2 separate regions of the Oryctolagus cuniculus genome follow, and region 1 is linked to region 2. A link is a contact called in public Micro-C data. All regions are on one chromosome and are shown on one strand. The core of a region is the stretch at or near the end of the contact, and the rest is flanking DNA. Distances in the headings are between cores, read along the strand shown.

Region 1 (6,959 bases), core at 3,315-5,814, 450 kb after region 2:
CATGTGTGTGCCATCTGGTGTGCCACAGAGGGTCACGCGCCCTCCAGAACAAAGATGTCTGAACCCTCCGGGGAAGCTCTGCACGGCGCTCCGGCACTGCCCAAGTAGCCGCACCCTCCACGGCGCTCCACCACTGCCCAAGGTAGCCGCTCCCTCCACGGCGCTCCACCACTGCCCAAGGTAGACGCTCCCTCCACGGCTCTCCGGCATCGCCCAAGGTAGCCGTTAGTCGATTCCGCACCGTGAGGATACCCACGTGGATTAGCCAGCTCGTCAGACAGCTTTTAGAATTTGGCTTTGAGAACCAGATTCAAGCCTTAGCACTCAGACGGGGTGGCTGCCTTACCGTTGCTGCTTCCAATGTGGCTGGAATATAGATGCCGTCAAGTTGCTCAGTTTGTAGATTTCTCCCAGGACAGACCACAGCTTCAATGGTTAAGGCGTTCCTGCCGGGTAGGATGTTCCTGTTTTTATCTAACTTACCGATTTTATGCTAATATTGCTTTTTCAAAGTATTGTTGACTATCCAGTTTCTGAAAATGCTCACGGAAGCAGCTTTTCAGTTAACAGAATGAAGTTTTTGACCCCTGACCTTGGATCATCTGTTAACACACATGCAACGTTAGCCAAGTGGGGGTAAAAGACTGAGCTCACGTAAATGAGGACACGTAGTATAGACGTTACGTTTCCCTCCGTTCTCCCAGGGACCGTGTAGCTGCATCATTTCCCAAACGAGGTTCTTACAAAAACACCACGCAATGCCTTCCCCAGTGATGAGTTTGTAAGCCTGTGTTTTCTTGAACTAAGAACTGAAGACGACAAGAAGTGAATGGTCTGCTGACAGTACCTGCCAGCAGTCAAATGCATAGAATGTGCACAAGATTTTATTAGGCTGAAGTCCAGCGCTGCGTCTTCAAGTCAGTTCTCGCAGGAGCCACGTCCACCTGCACAGGGCTGACCCGCTTCTGAGGAGCTGCCCGGAATAAGGTCACTCAGTACCTCAGCCACGCGTGTTAAAGTCGGAGCCCCTCTGTGTTCTCTGCCTGTCCCCGGTAAAGAGATCGTCTCTGGAATACCTCGATAGACGTCACGGTGCTGGCCAGAGCATGCAGCTGGCCCTCAGAACACAGTCCACGTGTGCAGCCTAAGGGGCCCTCAGCTCTCGAGTCCAAGCCAGAACCCCAGCTCTGTCTCCTACAAAGTGAGAACACGGGGGAGCCCTGTCCTGGAGGCCCCAGGGTGGTGAGATGGGAGGAAGACGAGCCTGGGAGTTGGATGCCGGCTCTGCCAGCTGAGGGCTTTCCTGGTTATAGGAGGGAGATGAAGGCAATCGGCCCTCATGTTGCAGAGACGACTGTGCAGAGCCACGGCCGGCGGCTGTGTTTCCGGGAACGCTCATTTATCTGCTTATGGAACCTCCCAGTCCCTCTGCCCACGGTGACACAGAGCAGAGTAAACCCAAAACCAATGGGAGCGAGCGTCCCCCGAAGGTCCCCCTCAAAAGTGGGAAGGGAAGTCCGTGGGGAGCTGTCCACACCCGCTGACCCTGCGACCTGTCTCCAGCCCGCTCCTCCCAGCACTCGAGCCAGCTTCTGCCCCTGCGGTCACTGTGGCCACACACGACCCCGTGACCTCCTTGGTGACAAATGTGTCACTCTGGCCAGCTGCCTCTTTTGGCAGCTCCTTAGCTGTAGCTCTCGGCCCCCAGGGACTGCTCTCCTCGGTCATGTCAGGGCCACGGCCCCTCGGCCCCTGGCTTTCCCAGCCTCCGCGCGTCCTAAGGCGACTGTGGCAGCAACCCTGTCTCCACACCCTCTGCAGGGGCCATGCACTCCGCGGGGTCTTGCTCAGAAGCCTGCCTCCTGGCCGGCAGAGCAACTCCTGCTCCCTGGCGACATCCAGACGCCCCTGAACGTCCCCCAGAGCCAATGTGTCAAAAAGGAAACTCGAGCAGACGGCAGCGCGAAGACATCGCTGGGGATGCCGAATTCCATTCCAGGGGCCTGGGTTCAAGGCTCAGCTCTGCTTCCAACCCCAGCTCCCGTTACTGTGCACTCTGCAAGGCCCGGGTGCCGGCTCGAGGACTGGGTCTCCGCCCCTCACGTGGACCCTGGACAGAGTTCCTGGCTCCTTGTCTTCGGCCTGGCGTGACCCTGGCTGTTGCAGGCATTTGGGGCATGTCGCAGGGAGTGGAAAATATCTCTCTCTCTCTCTCTCTCTCTCTCTCTCTCTCTCTCTCCCCACACACACACACTTCTCTCCCTGCCCTCTGCCTTTCAAACAAACAGGAAGAAGTAACAGAGACCTCCCCACTTCATCTCTAACCAGGACTGCCCTCAGATGGGCTGGGACGCCGCCGCCAGAGGTTCCCATGAGAAGCGGCTCCGGGAGCTCCTGTCGAGCAGCAGGCAAAGGAGAGAGAGGATGGCGCGTGCCGAGACCGGCAAAAGCGGGACGCTCTGCCCGAGCCAGGGCTGGAGGGAAGAACCCGGGATCAGCCGGCCCAGTGAGAGCCAGCCCCGCCGGCCGTGGCACCGGAGGCTCTGCCGATACGGCACTTCATTTCTGAGCAGATGTAGGGCACAGACGGCCACGGTGCACACCCCCTGTGGACCTGCGCTAATGCGAGGGAGGAGTACCTCCGTGGGGTCAGACTGCCTCCTGCACGTCCCCTGCCCTCGCGCTGTCTCCGCGGTGAGAACACGCGGCTTCTCCCTGGTCTACGCACCGGCTGCCTGCCGCCTGCCCTGCGGATCCACCAAGGGATCCACGAAGGTAGTCTGAGGCCACCGGACAACGGGGCGCCCTGTGCCGCGGCTGCTCCGGATGCTGGCTCCCGGACAGCTGCTGCAGGACGCTCGCAGCACAAGCTCCCAGCTGCCCTGTGTGCAGCAGGAAGTGTCTGTCCCCGAGCGTCCTCCTGAGACTTTGCACACAGAAGCTTGTCACATGCAGAAGCTGGTATCTCGGGCTGGCAGGGGAACCCCACAAGGATCCCCGGTCACCCTCCACGGTCCTCGGGGCACAAGAAATGTCCTCGCACATGACCCTGTGTCTCCCACAAAGGAGGAGCCTCACGGAGCGGAGGTGCAGGGAGAGAGGCAGGCAGTGCAGGCCTGAGCGAAGAAGACCTGCGGAGCGCAGACAATGCACTGGCCCCCGGTGACCGAGGAAGCTGGCCCAGCAATGGGCGCCTACTGATTGCCAGCTGAACGTCACCTGCTGAATACACAGCACAGGACCCTGCGGCCACGTGGCTCACTCGAAGCCAGCGCTGGACTCTGCTCCAGCCATCCGTCTGCGCCGTGCTCGCCTTCCCTGCCCTCCACACCCAGGAGCAAAGGGCCTTCAGAGAGTTCTCAGTGCTGGGCCCTGCTACTTCCACATTTACTTACTTTAAGGCCAAGCAGCATAGGATGGGGGGGAGGGGGAGGGGGAGGGGAGGGGGAGGGGGAGGGGAGGGGGAGAGGAGGGGGAGGGGAGGGGGAAGGGAAGGGGGAGGGAGAGGGGGAGGGGAGGGGGAGGGGAGGGAGAAGGGAGGGGGAGGGGAGGGGGAAGGGAAGGGGGAGGGAGAGGTCTCCCATCTGCTGGCTCACTCCCCAACTGGCAGGGGCTGGGCCAGGCTGAAACCAGGAGCCAGGACCCCCATCTGGGTCTCCCACGTGGGTGGCCTGGACAGAAGCACTCGGGCCACCTTCCACTGCCTTCCCGGTGCACTAACAGGGAGCCGGCTGGAAGCAGTTCTGAGCTCCAGTAAACCTTAACCCACCGTGTCCTCCTTCCACATTTCTGACCACTCACCCACATATATGCCGTAACACATGACAGCACCAAACAGAAGACTGGCCTGTCGCTGACATAAGAGCTCCACAATGACTCTTGAACTGAAATTGAGTTTACAGCAGGGGTTTTGTAAAGTTGTTGAAATCTTTCCCTATCGTGGAAGTTCAAGAGCAAAGTTTAAAGAAAAATCAGTGTTGACTGCAGTTGCTCCAGCTGTTTCAGGACTCCTCTGTGTTTGCTGGAACGGCTGTGACTTTAAAGGACTTTCTCATCAACTCTGAATTGTTTCAAAGCCTGGGAACCCAGCAAACAAGATCACCATGCCCTTACTCAATCCCCGACCCTTCTCATTGTTTACTTAGGCCGAAAATATCTCTGCTTTTCCACAAAGAAACCAGCCTGTGCGTGGGCGAGCCTTGAAAGAGGGCACTGAGCCCTCACAGGAAGCAGCCAGGGCGGCGGAGCGCCACCGGCCCCGCCGTGGGACCGGCACACGGACGCAGGGCCGCGGCCGCGGTTCTGGAGCTGCCTCAGACTCACGGCGTGGGGCGGCGAGGCCAGCAGCCCTCTGCCTCGGGCTTCCACGTTTTCCTTTCAGAAGCAGCCACACAGGGGTGCCTTCCTATGAGGGAAGGAAGCGGGACTCTGATCGGAAGAAACAGCAAAACACCGCAGAGGCAGGAGACGGAAAGCCTAACTTAGCCCTGCTCCAGCCGTTTCGCGGGGTCAGTGCGATGACGAGAAGTGCTTTGTTGAGCGTGGGCTGTGGCATTTCGGGTAAATGGGAACTGTGGCCCAGACGAAGGAGCCGTTTCCAGGACAAGGCTCTGGTAGCAGCAACAAGGAGCGGACTGCACCAAGGCAGAGGAGAGCCAACCCAGCCCAATGCAACATTTTTCTGCCCAAGACTGAATATGATTGGGTGTTACAGGACCCGAGGAGCCAACCGAGGGGACAAGTGACTTTCCACAACTTCAGTCAACTACGGAAGCGTTAGGGGTTCACCAGCGGGAGACGGGGAGCTGTCCCCAGGAGCCGCGTACTCCACCCACAGCAGCTGCCGGCGTCCGCTGCTCGGAGCGTGCAGGGCTGTGGCTGTGGCGTAGCGACAGTGTCTCCTGAGCCCCGAGCTGTGTGACCTTCCTCAGCAGGGCTACATGGTCTCTCTGGGATGCTTCTTGTTCACGTAGACGAGGACGGAGTGAGGACCATACAGCAGTCACAAACAGGATTTGCGTGATGGTTAGACACGCTTGTAAGTAACTGGAAATCCGTACAGGTCGGCTTTCTGACTGTGGAAACAGTGGCCGATGGGTTCCACTGGGCTGGGGGGCATGGCAGTCATCTAAATCAGGTCTAAATCCGCCTGAAGGGGGTCTCCAGGCGGGAGACCGGCGCAGCTCCTGGAGGTCAAGCCCTTCCAGCTGTGCACATGGAAACACAAGGGCGGACCACGCAGCCTCAAAATCCCAGCAGTCACTGCACAGAAGGAAAAGACGAGGGCATCTGGCTCAAGGAACGGATGACTTAAAAAGGGGGCAGGAGGGGTCCCGGGGCGTGGAGGCTCTGGAATCTGGCTGGGAAAATGGCAGCTCTCCACTAGGCTCTGAGCCCTCGGTGATCTCCCGGCCCCCTCTGTCCCCTGGGCTCGCGCTCGGCCTCTGAGCCGTCCTCCCCTTCCTGGAGGCAGCACGCGTCTCTGTGCACCTCTGTGTCCACCAGCCTGCTGCCTGCCTGGGGTCGAGAGGGGCCCTCCCGCCCTCCCACCTGCTCGCTGCCCCTCGCAGCCCGAGCGGGCTGCTTCTCACGAGACCACTTTCTGAGGAACGTTGTGGGTCTTCCACGGACTCTGCTCCACTGTACAGGAGCCCCGCCCCTGGTTCGGTGTCTGGTGCTTACCCGAGTCACCGGGACACAAGACCCTTAAACTCCCTGGGCTATCGCAGCCGAAATCCCTGAAACTGTCTTTGGGTGAGTGAAGGTGGTCGTCGTGTGGTCACTCTGAAGACCAGCAAAGGTGTCCCCTCGCACACACCAAGCCAGATGCCTCTCACTTGTGGGAGCCTTCGCCAGGCAATAAGGCAAAAAGCATTCTCAAAGCCGTGCAGTTGGGGCCAGTGCTGTGGCGCAGCAGGTTAACACCCTGGCCTTAGGCCGGCGCCGCGGCTCACTAGGCTAATCCTCTGCCTTGCGGTGCCGGCACACCGGGTTCTAGTCCCGGTCGGGGCACCGGATTCTGTCCCAGTTGCCCCTCTTCCAGTCCAGCTCTCTGCTGTGGCCAGGGAGTGCAGTGGAGGATGGCCCAAGTGCTTGGGCCCTGCACCCCATGGGAGACCAGGATAAGCACCTGGCTCCTGCTATCGGATCAGCGTGGTGCGCTGGCCGCAGAGCGCCGGCCTTGGCAGCCATTGGAAGGTGAACCAATGGCAAAAGAAGACCTTTCTCTGTGTCTCTCTCACTGTCCACTCTGCCTGTCGGAAAAAACAAACAAACAAACAAACAAACAAACAAAAAACACCACAACCCTGGCCTGAAGCGCCGGCATTCCATATGGGTGCTGGTTCCAATCCAGCTCTCTGCTGTGGCCTGGGAAAGCAGAAGATGGCCCAAGTCCTTGGGGCCCTGCACCCACGTGGGAGACCCAGAAGAAGCTCCTGGTTCCTAGCTTCGGATTGGAGCAGCTCCAGCCATTGTGGCCATCTGGGGAGTGAACCAGCAGCTGGAAGACCTCTCTCTCTCTCTGTCTCTCTGCCTCTCTCTATAACTCTTTCAAATAAATAAAATAAACCTAAAAAAAAAAAAAAGCCGTGTGGTTGCAATTCCTCCTTGCTTCACAGTCCTCTCCGTCTGTCTCTCCCTGGCGTTCCCCATAGGCAGCAAACACGCAAACCACAGGCAGCCTCGTCAACACTTGTTGGCCATCTCTGTCTCAACTCACTGCTCAAGGCACTGCTGGTCACACGACTCAGGAAATAAGCTGCAATCCGCTGCTGCCAGTGATGCCCCCTCCTGTGCCCAAAACCACGACCCCACCTCCTCCTGTGTGCAGTGATGCACCCACCTCCTCCTGTGCCCAAAAACACGACCCCACCTCCTCCTGTGCCCAAAAACATGACCCCACCTCCTCCTGTGTCCAGTGACACCCCCACCTCCTCCTGTGTCCAGTGATGCACCCC
Region 2 (7,024 bases), core at 1,665-4,164:
TCCCACCGTTCTACTCTTTGTATTCAACTGGCGATCGTATTGGTTTGAAAATTTAGCACAGTTCTTGTGGTGTTAAGCCATGACACTGGCACAACTCCATACAACTCGCAGGGTGGCCTCCACCCAGCCACCAGCCCTGTGCAGCTGCCACTAACGCTTCCCCCAGCAGGCGGCGGCCGAGAGCCACGGAAGGCCATGGAGCGGCCAGAGAGTTGCAGGCAAGCCCGCGCGCGCGCGCGTGTGTGTGTGTGTGTGTGTGTGTGTGCTGCGCCCCGGGGCTGGGAGGAGGTCCTGTTCGCCGTGCACCGCAGGGTCTGGGCGTGACTGTACCCTCCTGCTAGTGGGACCGTCACCCACTTCTCCCCGCCGCGCGGCCCAGAACCGCGGCAGTGCCGGTGGCTTGGCTCTGAAACTGGGCGCACACAGGCTCCGCCCCTGCTGGGACACCTTGCCAGGACGCAGCCGCAGGACGCCCACCGAGCCTGCTGGCTCCTGGAGGGCAGGACGCCCCCTCCTGCAGGCCCCCTTCTCCTGCAAAGTCCGCGCTTGACCCAGATGCTGGCCGGGTCACGGTTCACCTGAGGCCTTCAGCGCACACCCAGATCCGCGGCCACTGGGTCCCTCTTCCAGGGTGAAGCCGTGGTGGCTGTGGGGTCCCCAGGGGCATCAAGGGCCACATCTAGGGGAGATGTCCCCGGGGAGGGTACACCCCACCCACTCCAGTCTGTGGGTGACTGTCCAGTGGAACAGTTTGCTGCCTCCTGGGAACACAGCAGACGCATGGCAGCCTGCCCGTGGGGGGACCTGCGTGGCCCTGGCTGCAGGCCATAAGGATTGAACGCCTGGTTCCCAGGGGCTGCAGGCCTCTGGGCTCTCCCAGCAGCACCCACCGAAACTCACCCGGGGGTCCCTGTCTCTCTGGGACCCGACTCCTCACTGGCAACACAGCCCCTGAGGTCCCCAGCACCCTTGCGCCTCGGGAAGCAGACGTTCCCACGGTCTGGTTTAGCACCAGAGCGGGTCTGTAATGGATTGGATTTGGTTCCAACTTTTGAATTTCTTTTCTTTTTTGAGGAAGTACTGGGACAAAGCAGATGCCAAGAATATGTAAATAAACACAGGTCCCAAGAGCCCCGAGTAATTTTTTTTTTTAAACTTCTTTGGTTAGAAATCAGTTGGATCTTTGCACATTCTCTTATGCAAACCCACCTCAACCTACATGGTGGAGCTACTAAAGCCGGTTAGAAACGGCACGGTCTACCAGCACTTCCGAGACCGGTTCTGAAGGCAGTAAAGTGCCCACACAGGGATGGAGACGGCCGGCCTTGCTCCGGCAGGAAGCAGCCTCCCCAGGATGGGGTCCCTGGCTACAGAGGTCAGACCGCCAGCCCTGGATGGGTTTGCCCACTGCCACCCAGCAGTTACTGGGGCTGGGACCAGGGCGGGGAGAAGCCCCCTCCCACCCCAGGGCGGGAGCTCAGTCCATCAAGTGAGGCTAGGAACGCGTGACCCTGAGGGGCTTGCCCACCAGGGACACAGGGAGCCGGCCGACGGGTCCCTGCTGGAGAGGGGCTGGCCTAGGGGGTGGGGAGCGCCCAGCGCCCCCACTTTGCCATTTGCGGAGCCGCCCACCGGGTGCAGAAGGGCAGCAGTCCCAGGACGGATTCCAGTTCGCCTTCCTGTCATTGAAATCTCTGTGCGCGACCGGGCGCCCCCGGGCACGCTCTGCGGTGCGCACAAGCGCAGGGCTGGGCGACACAGGTGAGGCGGCGCCGGGGGCATGTGGGGTTCCGAGCCACGCCCTGTGCTACCCGCGGCTGCTCATCCCTTTCTGAACTCCAGGGTTTGCAGGCGCGCCGACACCAAGACCCAAATCGCACTCCGGGGCGGGCCCCTGCTTCGCAAAGCACAGGTCTCGCAAATGTTCGTGTTCTCAGAGACTGGAGCCCCTTCCAGCACCGCGCCTAACCCCCGCCCCGGCCCCACCCTCAAGCATCCCCAGGTCGGGGACGCGCCCGCGGCTCACCGTGCGGAGCCCGCTCCACAGCGGCCCCGCGCCAGGCTCGGGGGCACCTCCCGTGTGCAGGGTCCCGCCCTTGCCGGCAACCTCGGTTCCCGCTACCCCAGCCCCGAAACCGCCTGCCCGTTTCACTGAGCGCGCTTTGCAACCCACGGACATTCTCACTCGGGGAACGGAGCGCGCGAAGCGCACGGACAGCTGCCGGGGGTCCGTGCGGGGCGCCTCCGCCTCTCCGGGCCTCAGTTTCACCGCTCCAATCCTCAGGGCAAAGAAGAGGACAGAATTTCCCGCGGCAGCACCCCCACATCCCGTCCAGGCTCGGCCCAGGAGGCGCACCTGGCGCGGGCGGCTCACCTGGCGCGGACGGCGCCGGCAGCAGGTAGGCGCGCAGACGGCCGGCGGCGCTGGCGTTGACGCAGGACCCGCGGCCGTGCAGCAGTGCCTGCAGCGGACGCACTTCGCCGGGCTGCGGCCGGCACAGGAGGCCGGAGCCGCAGCGCTCGGTGTAGACGCCGCACGGCTGGCCCTCGAGCAGCGCGCACGTCAGGCAGCAGCCGCAGCCCGGCTCGCGCACCAGCTCGGCGCACGGGGGCGAGGTGGGCGGAGGCGCGCATTGGGCCAGCGCACGCGCGTCGCACGGCTCGCAGCGCACCACGGGGCCCGCGCCCACCGAACCGGCGCCGGCCCGCGCCACCGGCGGCCCGCGGAGCAGCGCCAGCGCGGTCAACACCGCGGCCCAGAGCGCGGGGCGCGCCCGCTGCATGGCGCCCGCCGCGAGGGCCCGCTGCTCGGCCGGCCGGGGCGCACGGGGACGGGGCGACGGCACGCGGTGCGGAGCTGCGAGATCAGGGAAGGCCACGGCCGGCTCTCCGCGCTGAGTGGCCGCGCTCGCGTCTGGGCTGCCGGGCCGCGCCGGCCGCTATATACAAGCCGAGTGGCCGAGGACACGCCCCGGAACGGCGCGCCCAGGAGGGGGGCGGGCCGGTGCCGCACGGCTCGGGGGCCCGCGCCTCGCCCTGTGCCGCGTGGGCCGAGCGCGGGGGCGCGCGGCGCGCGACCGCCAGGACACCTGCTCCCCGCGCGCACGCCGGGCGTCCTGGCTGCGCTGCGGTGTCCGAGAGCGGCTGCGCCCCTGGCTCGCTCTCCGCCGCGGGCGCCCCGGGCCGCCCCAGCCGCTTCCTACCGATTCGGCGCCCTGACCTGGCCTGCGCAGCCGCCCCCTCTCCCCGCCGCGCCTCGCGCGAGGTCGCCCCGAGGCGGATTGGGACCGGGAAACCGGCCCGCCCCCCTCTCCTTGGTGTCTGCTTGCAGAGCTTTCTAAAATGTAATTCCCCGGGCAGGGCAAGCCGCGAGACCTGCAGGCGGGAGGACGGCCGTGCGCGCGCACTGGGGTTTCGCGGAGCCGAGTGCCCCTGGGTTGGGGGCGCAGCCCCGGGACCCTCTAATGCGCCCTGTGCAGGCCGGCCTCTGGCACCTGCCAGACCCTTGCTCCTTCAAGGCGGGTTCCCGTTAGCAGGGCGGGGCGTCGTGTTTTTGGAACACGTTTCCAGCGATTCACACCCACGAGAAAGCGCGACGGAGCCACACGGTGGGCACAGCCGAGCGCCACTGACCAGCTCGGCCGGGCACGGGGAACGTGCCCTGCGGGTTCTGAAGGTCACTTTGTAACCCGTCACTGCACGCTCCGTGGTGCGCTGGGGCGGAGGCGGGCTTCTCGCTGCTCCCTATCCCCCTCGCCCCGGGTCTCCTTCGGGAGTCGAGTCCTGGGGTCCCGTGGCTCCTCGGGCACGCGAGCCCCCGACGTGGCGCGCCCTTCCCTGAGTGACCGATAGAGGGCGCAAGTGACCCAGGATTGGATCGCCAGTGGCCCTGGTCCAGAGTGGCCGGGTGAGATGCTTGGCGGGAACCAGTGAGACCCCCGCGGGGGGAGACGCTCGCCCTGGGAGGGGGCAGTTGCCTGGCGCTGCGCCCCTCTTCCCGCACCCGTCTTCTTCCCCGCGGTCTCTTGCGTTTACTCACGCAGGGTTTATCCCCTTTTCAGGAGCGTAAATACGCACCCCCTCCCCCATTGAAAACGGGAAACACCAGTTTAGCTTCCCCATTTCTTACTCATAGCAAGTAAATAAGGAAAAAAAATGATAGTGCTTGGGCCGCTGCAAAGGAGAAGAAACCAAAGCCAAGGAGAGGGCCGCCTCTGGCCTCCGTTCCGGGCGCCACAGCTCGCGTGCGCGCGGGGCGCAGCTGCCCGGAGCCCCGCGGTGCCGGCTGGTCTCCGGCCTCCTGTGTCCCGCCTGCTCCTTGGAGCTGGGCAGTATCTTTTGGACACCCCAGAATAGGGTCTCTGGTGCCGCTGGACGCGAAAGGAAACAAAACATCCCTCAGAGTACACTTGCTCCTAAAATAGCCCCAGGGACCTTGGGCACAAGGTCAGGGCAGGGGCCGTGCGTCCCAGGACTCGGCATTCCCAGGGCTTCCTCTGCGGAGCTCGGTGGTCGCTGCGCGCTGGGGCGCTTCTGCCCCGCGCGATGACCGTGCAACTCTGAAGGAGACCCCCCCACCCCCCCAGGCTCCCCTCTGTGCCCCTTGCCTGAGCCCTGACCTGGCCTTGCGGTTTGGGCGGCAGGCGCGGGTTGTTCCGTGTGGAACTCCCAGGGGGCGCTGGAGACAACGCCAAAGCCGCTCACCCTGCGCCTGGCCACGGCCGCTTCTCCCTAGCGAGGCTTTGCGGGACTCTCAGGGCCTGTACTGCCTGGGCTCGCCCGGGGCCGCGCTGTGTTTCACACGTAGCCACTGTCACTCGCCGGAACCGCAGGGAGAAGCACCCGGGGTGCGGGGCTGCGGGAGGACGTGGGTGGGGTCAGGCTTCGTTCCCGGGCGTGCTGTTCACACAAAGCGGGGCGTTCTGCGGTGGCTTGGAGCGCCGCCCAGCGCTGTCCCACGCGTCGTGACCCCTGGGCTCAGAGGCCATAAGCCACTCACTTCTTTGAGGCTGCGCCACCGCTGACGGGCACCTTTCACCGCGTGGTGATGGCCTCTGCATCTCTCTGCTCAGGCCCAGAGGGCAGGCTGCCCGGGGCCTCCGAGGTCCCCTGGGGTGCAGGCTCACCGAGCACCTAGCACCGCTCCACTCAGAACACAGAGGGCCACACTCCCAGGGCCCCATGACGATGGGGACCCGATTTCCAGGGCTCCGTGGCACTCAGCAGAAAGCTTCCGTGTCTGCACTGGGGGGCTCTGATGGGGGTGGATTCCCGGGGCTCTGAGGGGAGGGGCATTTCCCTGGCCCAGCCTGCCTGTGGGGGGTCCCCAGCTCTGTACTAGGTGCCTGGCAATGCTTTAGAAACCATCAGTTGCCGACATGCGGCTGCTGACAGCACTGCAATGGCTGCCTCACCCACACACACACCTGCCCCTGTAGGGACTGAGACATGGCCGTCACCCACACACACACCTGGCCCTGTAGGGACAGAGACATGGCTGCTGTCACACACACACACACACCTGGCCCTGTAGGGACAGAGACATGGCTGCTGTCACACACACACACACACCTGGCCCTGTAGGGACTGAGACATGGCTGCTGTCACCCACACACACACACCTGCCCCTGTAGGGACAGAGACATGGCTGCTGTCACCCACACACACACACCTGGCCCTGTAGGGACAGAGACATGGCCGTCACCCACACACACACCTGCCCCTGTAGGGACAGAGACATGGCTGCCGTCACCCACGCACACACCTGGCCCTGTAGGGACAGAGACATGGCTGCTGTCACCCACACACACACACCTGGCCCTGTAGGGACTGAGACATGGCCGTCACCCACACACACACCTGCCCCTGTAGGGACAGAGACATGGCTGCTGTCACCCACACACACACCTGGCCCTGTAGGGACTGAGACATGGCTGCTGTCACCCACACACACACCTGGCCCTGTAGGGACAGAGACATGGCTGTCACCCACACACTCACCTGCCCCTGTAGGGACAGAGACATGGCCGTCACCCACACACACACCTGCCCCTGTAGGGACAGAGACATGGCCGTCACCCACACACACACCTGGCCCTGTAGGGACAGAGACATGGCTGTCACCCACACACACACCTGCCCCTGTAGGGACAGAGACATGGCTGTCACCCACACACACACCTGGCCCTGTAGGGACAGAGACATGGCTGCTGTCACCCACACACACAACTGCCCCTGTAGGGACAGAGACATGGCTGTCACCCACACACACACCTGGCCCTGTAGGGACAGAGACATGGCTGCTGTCACACACACACACACACCTGGCCCTGTAGGGACAGAGACATGGCTGCTGTCACCCACACACACACCTGCCCCTGTAGGGACAGAGACATGGCTGCTGTCACCCACACACACACCCGCCCCTGTAGGGACAGAGACATGGCTGCTGTCACCCACACACACACCTGCCCCTGTAGGGACAGAGACATGGCTGCTGTCACACACACACACACACCTGGCCCTGTAGGGACAGAGACATGGCTGCTGTCACACACACACACACACCTGGCCCTGTAGGGACTGAGACATGGCTGCTGTCACCCACACGCACACACCTGCCCCTGTAGGGACAGAGACATGGCTGCTGTCACCCACACACACACCTGGCCCTGTAGGGACAGAGACATGGCTGTCACCCACACACACACACCTGCCCCTGTAGGGACAGAGACATGGCCGTCACCCACACACTCACCTGCCCCTGTAGGGACTGAGACATGGCAGTCACCCACACACACACCTGGCCCTGTAGGGACTGAGACATGGCTGCCGTCACCCACGCACACACCTGGCCCTGTAGGGACAGAGACATGGCCGTCACCCACACACTCACACCTGGCCCTGTAGGGACAGAGACATGGCTGCTGTCACCCACACACACACCTGCCCCTGTAGGGACTGAGACATGGCTGCTGTCACCCACACTCACACACCTGGCCCTGTAGGGACTGAGACATGGCTG

What was found. Hi-C and Micro-C count contacts between places; a contact is called where the count stands out from the background.
Region 1: a contact with region 2 is called in a Micro-C map of ear pinna, with 14 times the contacts expected there. The contact joins the enhancer-like site here to the promoter of IGFBP3 in region 2. A contact is called at or near these places in 4 of 6 Hi-C or Micro-C datasets (ear pinna, psoas muscle, skin fibroblasts and 1 more).

What each region holds. Positions count from the first base shown.
Region 1 is chr16:52,941,292-52,948,250 of mOryCun1.1, forward strand. No RefSeq gene overlaps it. Among named protein-coding and RNA genes, the nearest start is that of TNS3, 350 kb to the right of the region's middle. Within about 2 kb of position 4,565, at least 2 of the 8 cell types and tissues checked have an H3K27ac peak or open chromatin away from gene starts, as enhancers often do. A contact at or near this core is called in ear pinna, where this site is marked.
Region 2 is chr16:52,490,915-52,497,938 of mOryCun1.1, forward strand. It overlaps IGFBP3 (insulin like growth factor binding protein 3), which reads right to left and starts at 2,915. Exons shown (of 5, transcript XM_070059442.1): 1 at 2,375-2,915. The coding sequence starts at 2,783.